Linked DNA regions of Mus musculus: regions 1 and 2 are each linked to region 3. The links are chromatin contacts, called in public HiChIP or PLAC-seq and promoter capture Hi-C maps. All regions are on one chromosome and are shown on one strand. Each heading gives the region's core, a stretch centred on a gene start, on an enhancer-like site or on the middle of the called end of the contact. The rest is flanking DNA. Distances are from core to core; before and after follow the strand shown. Region 1 holds the start of Zdhhc23 (zinc finger, DHHC domain containing 23). Region 2 holds the start of Usf3 (upstream transcription factor family member 3). Region 3 holds the start of Tigit (T cell immunoreceptor with Ig and ITIM domains).

Region 1 (3,177 bases), core at 643-3,142, 320 kb after region 3:
AGAGGAAGAGTTAGCAAAGTTAGTGGCAAAGCCATGGTCCTTCCTGAATGATGGCCATTATGGAACTGGCATACACTCTCCATTCCTTAGTGCAAAGTGCTCTATTTTCCTCAGGATGGATTTTAGACTAAGTCTCAAGAAGCTATATTTAAGGCTACCTATTTAAAAAGAAATACTATAGAAAGAGACAAGGAACAAAGAGGTAATGGGCTTTACCAGTCAAGAGTGACAGAAGACTGCAGTGGTCCCCATGCAAAGCTGTTCTTGGCCTGATTAACAATCTACAGTCACCATGACTGTGTAGCCAGAAGGGACAATTTCTGGGAAAAGCTTGTCTCCAACATCCCTCTTCCTATCACTTTATGCCTTCCATAAGCAGATGTTTAAAATATATATATTTAGAAAAATGGCTAAAAGCAGTTTATTGCTGCTTGATACAAACTGGTTTTAACAGAGGTTAAAAACTCTCTTTTTAGATAGCAATCTCCATCGCTGAGATTGTGGTAAAAGTAAAGGCCAAAGATAAGACAATATTCCAACCAGGACTGTGTTGCTACACACAGAAAAACAGTCACTCCCCACAAGGTGTACATGGCCTCTCTCTCTGGAAATACAGGGTGAACTGAGAACAGAGAAGCTATCTTTTACCCTTCAAGTTCATGTGACCACGTGAGAACAACCCCATGCATGGGTCCTACTAAGATCACTGAAAATACAGAACTTTCTGGAGTGTCCATTTAAACTTGCAGTGTGTGTGCTGGATTGCGTTCTTATATACATCTAATCTACCCTACTATCCTCCATGATCCTTTAAAATGAAAACTGTTAAAATCCTCACACCTGACAGCAAAAAACCAATCCTCTATTTTAGATCCTTTGGAATAGCAAGAACAAACCTCAGCATTCTGGACGGCAAACCTGAAGGAATATATATACATATGTAGGTCTCAACAGAACCAGTGGGGTCAGCATCTGGAAACTGTAAGCTTACCTGTCACAGCCTTCATCGAGGTCTTGACAATCACACAAACAGGCAGCCACGTGGTTCTTTTCCCCATTTCGATCTATGTATTCGCAACAGCACAGGGGCTCCAATTCAGGTTCTTCGGTTTTCTTTTTTTTGACTGGCTTCATATTGCCCTTTAGTGTACGGATTTGTACCTGTCACCATGAGGCATAAGAAGCTCACAGAAGGTAAAGGTGGCAAGAACTCAACTCACATCCTGTAAACACATCCTTGCTTCTCATTAACGCCAACGCCTGAGCAATAAAAAAATGAAAAGGGGGGAAGGGTCCTGCTTTCATCAGGCTTTTCGGGCTCCGCGTGGCCTGACAGGAGGGTTCCTTGACTTCTGGGGCTCTGAGCACCTTCCCCTCCCCTTCCCAGCTAGGCTAGCAACATCTGGGCACCAGCCGTTCCCATGGCGACAGCCGACCACGCGGCCCGGGACAGCAGAGCTAGGGCGGCCCAGTTCACCTGAGGGTGCCGGCTCAAAGGGCCGGGCTGTCCCCACCCCAAGGCTGCGCGCCGTGGAAACTCACCCTCGCAGGTGCAGGCAGCGACGCCCTGGCGCTGCAACCACCCACCGGCCCGGGGATGCCAGGAGCCCCAGCAGCCCCGAGGTCGCCCGTCCAGCCCACTCCGAACCCGCCGCTCCGAGGGCGTGGGCGGGCCTGGAGAATGACCTTGGCGGGGAAGTTACCTGCCCTCCCGACAGAGGCGGGGACCGGGAGGAGGACCGACTCCCCTGGGCGCGGCTGAGCCTGCGACCCCGCACGGCAGGCTCGGGAGTGCCGGGCGGAGTCGCCCACCTGTGAGCACCGCCGGTGCGCGCGCCTGCCGAGCGAGCCAGTCGCCCCCGGTCGCCGCTCCGCAGGTCGGCGCGCGCTTCCGGGTGCCCCGCCCCCGGCGCCGGGATCCCGCCGCCCGCACGTGCGCCGCCTGCCCACGAGGCCCCTCCCCCGCCGCGCTCCGGCCGGGCCACCTCGCACCTGCGCCGGGGCCCTCGCGGTGCCGCCGGGGTGCGGGATCGGACCCCGGCGCTCGCGCGCCGCCAGAGTTCCGCCGGTCGCCTGCGGTCCTCCAGCGCCGGCAACAGGCGTTGGGGTTCGATCCGCACCTTGGCCGCCTTCAGAGGTGCCACCCCACGAGTCGCCCGCCTTCCCTTGAGGCCCGCTGTGGACCCCAAGCCCGGCTTATCCAACTTGTTCTCGCTCGCGAGTCCTGGAGGATGGAGCTGCTTTCCAGCCAGGCCTCGGTGGTACTTTTGATTCAGTAGTCTGCACATTTGCAATGAAATTGCCCAAGAGAGTCCCCTCTGGGTTTGTATTGCAGCACAAATCTGTAAGAACTATGGGCCTACGTACAGGTTTTCCCTACCCCAGGCTTTCTAGGTTTTGGTTTGGTTTTAAGCAGAAACAGAAGAAAAAACGACAACTTAAACATTTCCGGTTTTATTGAAGTCAATCCATACATAACAGATTAAGATCTCATTAATTCTACGTACATATTTAGTGTTTTATCTACAAAGTGACGTTGGTAATCTTTGAGGTATATGGTGAAGTGCTTTAAGAGAAACCACAAAAGCATTCACTTTGACAGTTAACATTTTTCTAAATTTAACAATCTGAAGTTTCTAATCCAGTCACTCAAACTCACAGCCAGAGACTTCCTATGTTCTTATCACAAACAAAACAGAACAGAACAGAACAGAACAAAACAAAGCAGAACAGAACAGAACAGAACAGAAGGTATTACTCCGAAGCCCCCTGCCCCAGGGAGATTAGTTAGGATTCATGAAGAGAAACCCTTCCCTTTAGCCAGTATTTTTATTCCCTACAGGCGTCTCAAAAACATTGTTAGCAATGACATTTGGCTTTGGTGACACTGAGGGAAAGGAAACATTGACTAAAGGCAATGGATATTCAATAAAAATAAATATATGTGCGTGTTCTAGAAAGACAGCTAGAGAACAAAACAATAAATACGTCCTGAACATTTCCTAAATCCCGGGGGACGCAGCTAATTTCAAGTCAAGTCGCCAAGTCCTTATTTTCACAAACCACTGGTGCTGACACAAGTGCCTGAGTGGTTTTCCCGAGAGCCCAAGCTTGCGCCTCTCAACTCCGGTCAGCTTGCATGCCCCCCAGTCTTTATTGCTGAGTGCAAGTTTGTGT
Region 2 (2,785 bases), core at 133-2,632, 510 kb after region 3:
GGTCTACAAAGTGAGTTCCAGGACAGCCAGGGCTACACAGAGAACCCTGTCTCGAAAAACAGCAACAACAACAAAAAAACTCACTGGCCTGGCCCAGATGGGACAAGGAAGTGAAAAAGAAATCAAACTGCCTATTAGCACCAAATTTGAAGTAACAGTAAGGGCCTATTTTATCACAGATTTTCAAAGTGCGGAGGAAACATAAAACGGGGTTACTGTTAACCTTTTTCTCAATGCAAGGTCTGTTTCTACTGTACATAGGTTCAAGTAGTATTTCTATTATGCCCTGCGTTCCAGTCCAATTGGCTATATCTGGTTGTGAAAAGCTCATAAATCTTTCACCACCACTAGGTGGAGAATCAGACACCTGTCTCGGGGAGGCGGGCTTGTGAAATGAAACAAAACTAGAAAAAGATAGCTGGATAGTTCAAGAGCTCCAAAGGCACTTTAGAGGACGCTGAGGTCTCCGGTCCTAAATAAGGGTGTCTAGTAGCCTAAATTTAAGGTTCCAATCCCATCCCCCAAAGCCACGCACTCACTTCCTTAGCAGGGGACTGCAGAACCTTTCTGAAAACGGGCTTCGTGCAAATAAAGGACGTCAAGAGTCCACCGTATACGAATTCCTGCAGTCTCCAATATCCAAAGATAGTGCACTGAGGGAAGTCACATAGGACTGGATTTTCCACCTTCATTTACCACCTTCTAACCCTCCAGGCTAAAGGTACTTGTCTATCTTTTGCCACTCTCCTCCTCTTCAGTTTTTTTCATTTCTACGCTTGCATTGAAAGCTGCCATAAGCATAATACAGAACAGGGTGCGAGGAAGTTTCTTAAAAACCTCTTTTTTTTTTTTTTTTTCCTAGCTTCTCAAAGCGTCCCCTTTAAGGAACCAGGCCCACCTCTTTCTCATCCACCTACTGGCTTTCCTTTCTGCCTGTCACTCTACCTTTAAGAATATTTCCTGTTCTTTCAACCCAACTTGCACACCTCCGCCCCCCGGCCTTGGTCATTGGGCCGCCCGAGGCCTGTTCCCTCCTAGCTTTTCCCTCCTTCTCCTCCCGCCCTCCAGCCTAGCGCAGCGGAATCCCGGCTTCTGACTGGCCACGGTGGCAGCCTCCCCAGCACCGGATTGGCCGGCCGGTTGGTCGGGGCGGGAGCGAGGCGCATCCAGGCTAGGCTGTGCGCGTGCCGAGCGGCGGCCGCGGGAGGGGCGGGAGGGGCGGGGGGAGGGGGGCTGGGAAAGTTGAGGCCGTGCTGCCGCCGGGTCTCCGGCCTCGAGGGCTCGGGCTCGCTGCGGCGGCGGTGGCCGCGAGGAGAGGCGGCGGGGGCGGGGGGAGAGGAGGGCCCGGGCCCGCGCTCCCCCAGCCCCGCAGAAGCAGGGGGCGGCCGCGGACCCAGAGGCTCGCCTAGACGGCCAGACACCGCTGCCTTCCGCTCCTGGGACCATGACCCAGGCGGGGGTCGCCGCCGCCGTGGCCCGGAGCGCGTCACCGGCGGGTGAGTGGCCGCGGGAGGGGGCGCTGACAGCCGGGACCGCGGCTGCGGGGGCGGCTCCGGGGGGCGGCCCCGGGCTCAGCTCCACCCACCCCCTCCTAGCCGCGGGAGGTGAGGGCTAGGCTGAGTGCCCCTCGTTCCTGGGGTCCCCAGAACTCCCCACCTATCCCGGGGCGATCGCTCTCTTCACTCCGGCATGCTCGCACCCTGGGTGCCAGGCCTGAGGGAGCTCGCCCTGCTCCCGGTGCGCGCCGGCGGACAGAGGCCCCATGCTGTCCTGGGTGCATAAAGAGCTGGGCAGCCAGGTCCCCACCGGGTGGCCTTTGCTAGCCTCCTTCACCTTTTGCCATCCCTTCCATCTCTTTACTTGTCTTCTGACTTTCCTTCTGATCCACTCGTCAAACTCGCTGCTTGCTTTTGTAACTTTCACCTCTGTGTCGGAGAGTTAGGCTGACGTTTTCTTTTTAGAAGCCCATCTTTTTGCTTCTGAATAGCACTGGTCCATGCGAATGGCATTCTTGTCCGATTTCAAATTTCCTGAACAAGCATGAGGTTTCTGGACGCTTGGCTGAGGTTGGGCATTTTGGGGATAGAGTTCTCTTCTCTCTGTGGGGTCTTTTTTGCTTTTATTGACCTCATCTGTAGATAAGAGACCACAAAAAACTAACTGCCAAAACCAACTAATGTTCAGATAACATTTTACCACTAAGTTGAGTGAATTAACAAACATGATAGGTCTGGCCGACTTTATGGGTAACAGTGGCAGAGTCTTAAAGGAAACTTTGATGAGTAAGTGGACCCTGCAGTAGCTTTTCCCCATGGCCAGTCAGATCTGCTCTTTGCAGGGCCGACAGTTTCCTCGGTGACCTTTTCCTTTCCCTCAGAACACTTGACTTGCTGTATGGATACTATGTTTCCATTTGCTTGGGAAATACACAACGTATTTGTTGCAAACTGAGGAAGATTCATTGAGAAGCCAAGAGTTGTGAATGAAAGCTGTATCAAGAAGCATGCCAAAGGCCAACAGCCACTTGTGACCCAGAATGAACATAAAAGTGGTCCAACCCAAAATTGAAAACATATCCAATCCCTTGAGGGTTTCTTTTTTTCCTTTCTTAATTTCATTGTATGGTTCCAGAGAGTGAACCTTGTAAAGACAAGTTTGTGTCACAATGTCAAAAGGTTGGGCAGTAGTCTAAACATTATGACTTTTGTATAGATTAGCTTTAGTAGTTTGGTGATTGTAGTAGTCTGTGCATTGATGAAATGTAGAACTCTTTTGATACAAAAGC
Region 3 (3,176 bases), core at 279-2,778:
TTCCTTTTCCCCTGCATGCGATGTATTATTAAATGTTGTCTTATTAGATGTCTGGCTTCTTACTACAAGGCTTCTAGCACTTTGTCCGCTCAGGATGTTCCGCTCGGCTTCCTGGCTAGGTGGCTGATTGCTTTCAATGAACTTATTTAACTTTCCCACTTAGACTATCAGCCCGACACCAACATATCTTGTACTTCTCTCTAGGTTCCAGCAGTCTAGCCTTGTGTCTAGCCCTATGTTTTGAAAATAGAACTGGGCTATTTGATTGGCATTTGGGATGTCAGGAAAATGAGAGAGAGAGAGAGAGAGAGAGAGAGAGAGAGAGAGAGAGAGAGAACACAGAGAAAGGAAACTTGAATCTACTTCTCAGCCAGAAGTAGCAGCATATATTTTTAATCCAAGTACATGGGAGGATGAGGCAGGAGGATCATAGTGCATTCCAGACCAGCCTTGGAAACATAGAAAGACCATGTATCTGTCAAAGAAACAAACTAAAGCAAAAGAGAGAGGGAAGGGGAAGAGAGGACAATGAGAAAGAGGGAAAGAAGGGAAAGGAGAAGTAATGGAAGGGAAGAGAAGGGGAGGGAAACATAGAAAATAGGAGGGGAGGGGAGGAGAGGGGAGGGGAGGGGAGGGGAGGAGAGGGGAGGGGAGGGGAGGGAAGGGGAGGGGAAGAAGGGAGAAGAAGGAAGGGGAGGGGAGAGGAAGGGAAGACAGTAGAGGAGAGGTAAGAGGGGAAGAAAGGCCTTCTCCTAGATGAAGCCAACTTCTTTGCTACCTACCAGCCTGCCCCACCTTGGCTCCTCTCTACCTTCAGTCTTATAAGTTCAGCCTTTAAACTAATTTGTAGTATAGTCTCTAAATATTTTGTTTCCTTCCCTCAGAAATGTTTATCTACAATTTGTAATAGAATAGAAACAACAGAATTTAGTCTCTCATATTAGTGGTAGACTATGAAAATCTGAGAAGCAGGTATTTCTGACCAACAGAGAACTAACTGGAACATTGTTCTAGGAGTTCCTCAGAAACAGAAAAGAAAATGGAGCAGGAGAGAAATGGGTTTCCAGGAGATTTCTTGGCTCCCAATCTTAGTCTATTCCCCAGCTTCCCTCTTGAACAGCTGTCCAGTCAGAGTCCCTAACCCAGAGGATCTATGAAGTCCTTCCTCTGCAATCCCAAACGTGTATGCATCCCTTTCTCAGCGATTGCCTCTTACCATGTGGTCACACAGAGCCTCAGAACCACATACATACACAGAAGCTGACATACATACAGGCCTAGGCATATACTTAGAGCTTTCTCTACCTGAGCATCCTGGTGTCTGTGCCAAGCTAGGTGTCTCTGCTCTGCTAGGTCTGCAAGCCTTACCTGTAGCGAGGAAGGCAGCCTGTATCAGCCCCTGGACCCAGACCAGGAGCAGCCAGCCATGCATGCTTCTAACCAGAGGCCTACAGCAAAGTGGATGTGGCCTCTCCTCCAACTGAAACTGGCTCACTGCAGCTGTAAGGTGAAACCAAGCTGGTGAAAAGAGGGTCTCGGAAAAACTGACTTAGGTAAGAGCAGTGTCAAACGTGTAATGTTTTCTTAACAAGTACACAAAGCCACATAGGGTGAGCCACAAGAAAGGCCATGAAGGAAACACACTGTAAAAACAAATAAAACATGTGGTTAGAGATACACGGGTCTTGGGCAACTCGTATATTGACTACTTGGGTAGCCAGCCGATCTGTTGTTTTTAAGTTCTCTTGATGCACTTTTTGAAACACCAACTTTTATCTAAAGCATTCAAGGGTAGGTGACGCACAGGATTCTGAAGAAGTATTTCTGATGAGTCAGTCCCCTCCCCTCCCCTGCCCTGCCCTGCCCTGCCCTGCCCTGCTGCTTCAAGTTCCTGCCACAGTAACAGACTGTAACCTGGCCCTGTGAGCTAAAATAAGCCCCCTCTCCTCTAAGTTACTTTTTGTCAGGGCAGCGGCAACAGAAACCAAACTAGGACATCATCTTTTCTTTCTCTCTCCTTCCCCTTCTCCCTCCATCCTTTCCTTCATTTAAAAGGTCCTACAAGCTCTGAAGAGACGAGGGTCGGCAAAGAATTGCTCAGCGCTCAAGAGTTGACCAAAGTTCGTCTCTGTAAAGCCACTGGGAGAGGAGATGGAGAGGACACCGTCAGCTATCGCCTGGGCTCTTGGCAGAGCTGTATTGGCCATGCCCCATGATGTACAGCCTGAAGATCTCTATTCTCACCAGGGGACATCCAAAGCCTCATGCCCTGCCCATCCCACCAGTGCACAAATGATTCTCAACAGCCAGGCCTCTGTCCCTCTCTTCTGTATGCAGGGTCCCTCTGTCTCTGATCAGCTTCCTCCCCATCCTGGGTTCTGTTCATTCACAAATCTACACAGTGACTCATGCACCCTAGGCCCCTCCTCTAGACCTGTAGACAGTGTTTGACTTACCAGCTTCTCCACAGCCTTCAAGGCTTACATAAAAAATACATCTCCACCACTTTTGTTGTTGTTGTTTTGTTTTTGAGGCAGGGCTTCTCTGGGAAGCCTTGACTGAGCTGGAACTCACTCTGTAGACAAGGTTGGCTTAAAAACTCAGAGATCTTCTTGCCCGCCTCTCTCTCCTGAGTGATGGGATTTAAGGCATGCACCACCACCAAAGCCAGCCTCTCCACCACTTTTTTAACATCTGAATGCCTTTTAGCCAAAGAAACAGTAAGATCCAATATGTATTCAGGGTAAAATGCTGGGGCTAGACATGATGAGAGTTGCCAAACTTGGTTACCTGGACAGAAAAACCACAGGGGCAAGGGCTGGTGGGAAGAACACAACCCAGAAAAAGGCTACAAAATTAACAGTCTGCTTTTGTATCATGTGTGTAGAAACAAAAGAAAGTAGATTTGTCCCATTTTGGAAAATGCAAAAAACTTAAGAGTTGGTTTTAGAAGGGAAAAGTTAAAGACTTCTTGCCCAGAGAGATGCTTCAGCAGTTAAGGGTGGGCATCACCAAGCATGACAACTTGAGCTGGATCACTGGTGCCCACATAGTGGAAGAAGAGAACTGACTCCCACGGTTGTCCTCTGACCTCCTGTGATGGTTTGTTTATGCTTGGCCTAAGGAGTGGCACTATTAGAAGGTGTGCCCCGTTCAAGTAGGTGTAGCGTTTTTGG

The links. HiChIP or PLAC-seq counts read pairs in DNA pulled down with a chosen protein or histone mark. Capture Hi-C pulls out chosen DNA fragments and counts their contacts.
Region 1: a promoter capture Hi-C map of adipose tissue shows a contact between it and region 3. The contact joins the promoter of Zdhhc23 here to the promoter of Tigit in region 3. A contact is called at or near these places in 6 of 39 promoter capture datasets (the 3T3-L1 cell line, embryonic stem cells, hippocampal neurons and 2 more) and 1 of 9 other capture datasets (adipose tissue).
Region 2: a contact with region 3 is called in an HNF4G HiChIP or PLAC-seq map of pancreatic cancer cells. The contact joins the promoter of Usf3 here to the promoter of Tigit in region 3. A contact is called at or near these places in 1 of 39 promoter capture datasets (the 3T3-L1 cell line) and 2 of 115 datasets of contacts at active chromatin or transcription factors (memory CD8 T cells and pancreatic cancer cells).

The regions. Positions count from the first base shown.
Region 1 is chr16:43,977,917-43,981,093 of GRCm38.p6, forward strand. Zdhhc23 (zinc finger, DHHC domain containing 23) reads right to left here and starts at 1,893. Exons shown (of 5, transcript NM_001007460.2): 1 at 1,543-1,893; 2 at 992-1,260. The coding sequence starts at 1,134. Gramd1c (GRAM domain containing 1C) reads right to left here. Exons shown (of 17, transcript NM_001359085.1): 17 at 2,434-3,177. It overlaps Gm46552 (a long non-coding RNA gene), which reads left to right and starts at 1,957. Exons shown (of 2, transcript XR_001781930.1): 1 at 1,957-2,322.
Region 2 is chr16:44,172,015-44,174,799 of GRCm38.p6, forward strand. Usf3 (upstream transcription factor family member 3) reads left to right here and starts at 1,383. Exons shown (of 8, transcript NM_001029889.2): 1 at 1,383-1,496.
Region 3 is chr16:43,662,656-43,665,831 of GRCm38.p6, forward strand. Tigit (T cell immunoreceptor with Ig and ITIM domains) reads right to left here and starts at 1,529. Exons shown (of 4, transcript NM_001146325.1): 1 at 1,369-1,529. The coding sequence starts at 1,432.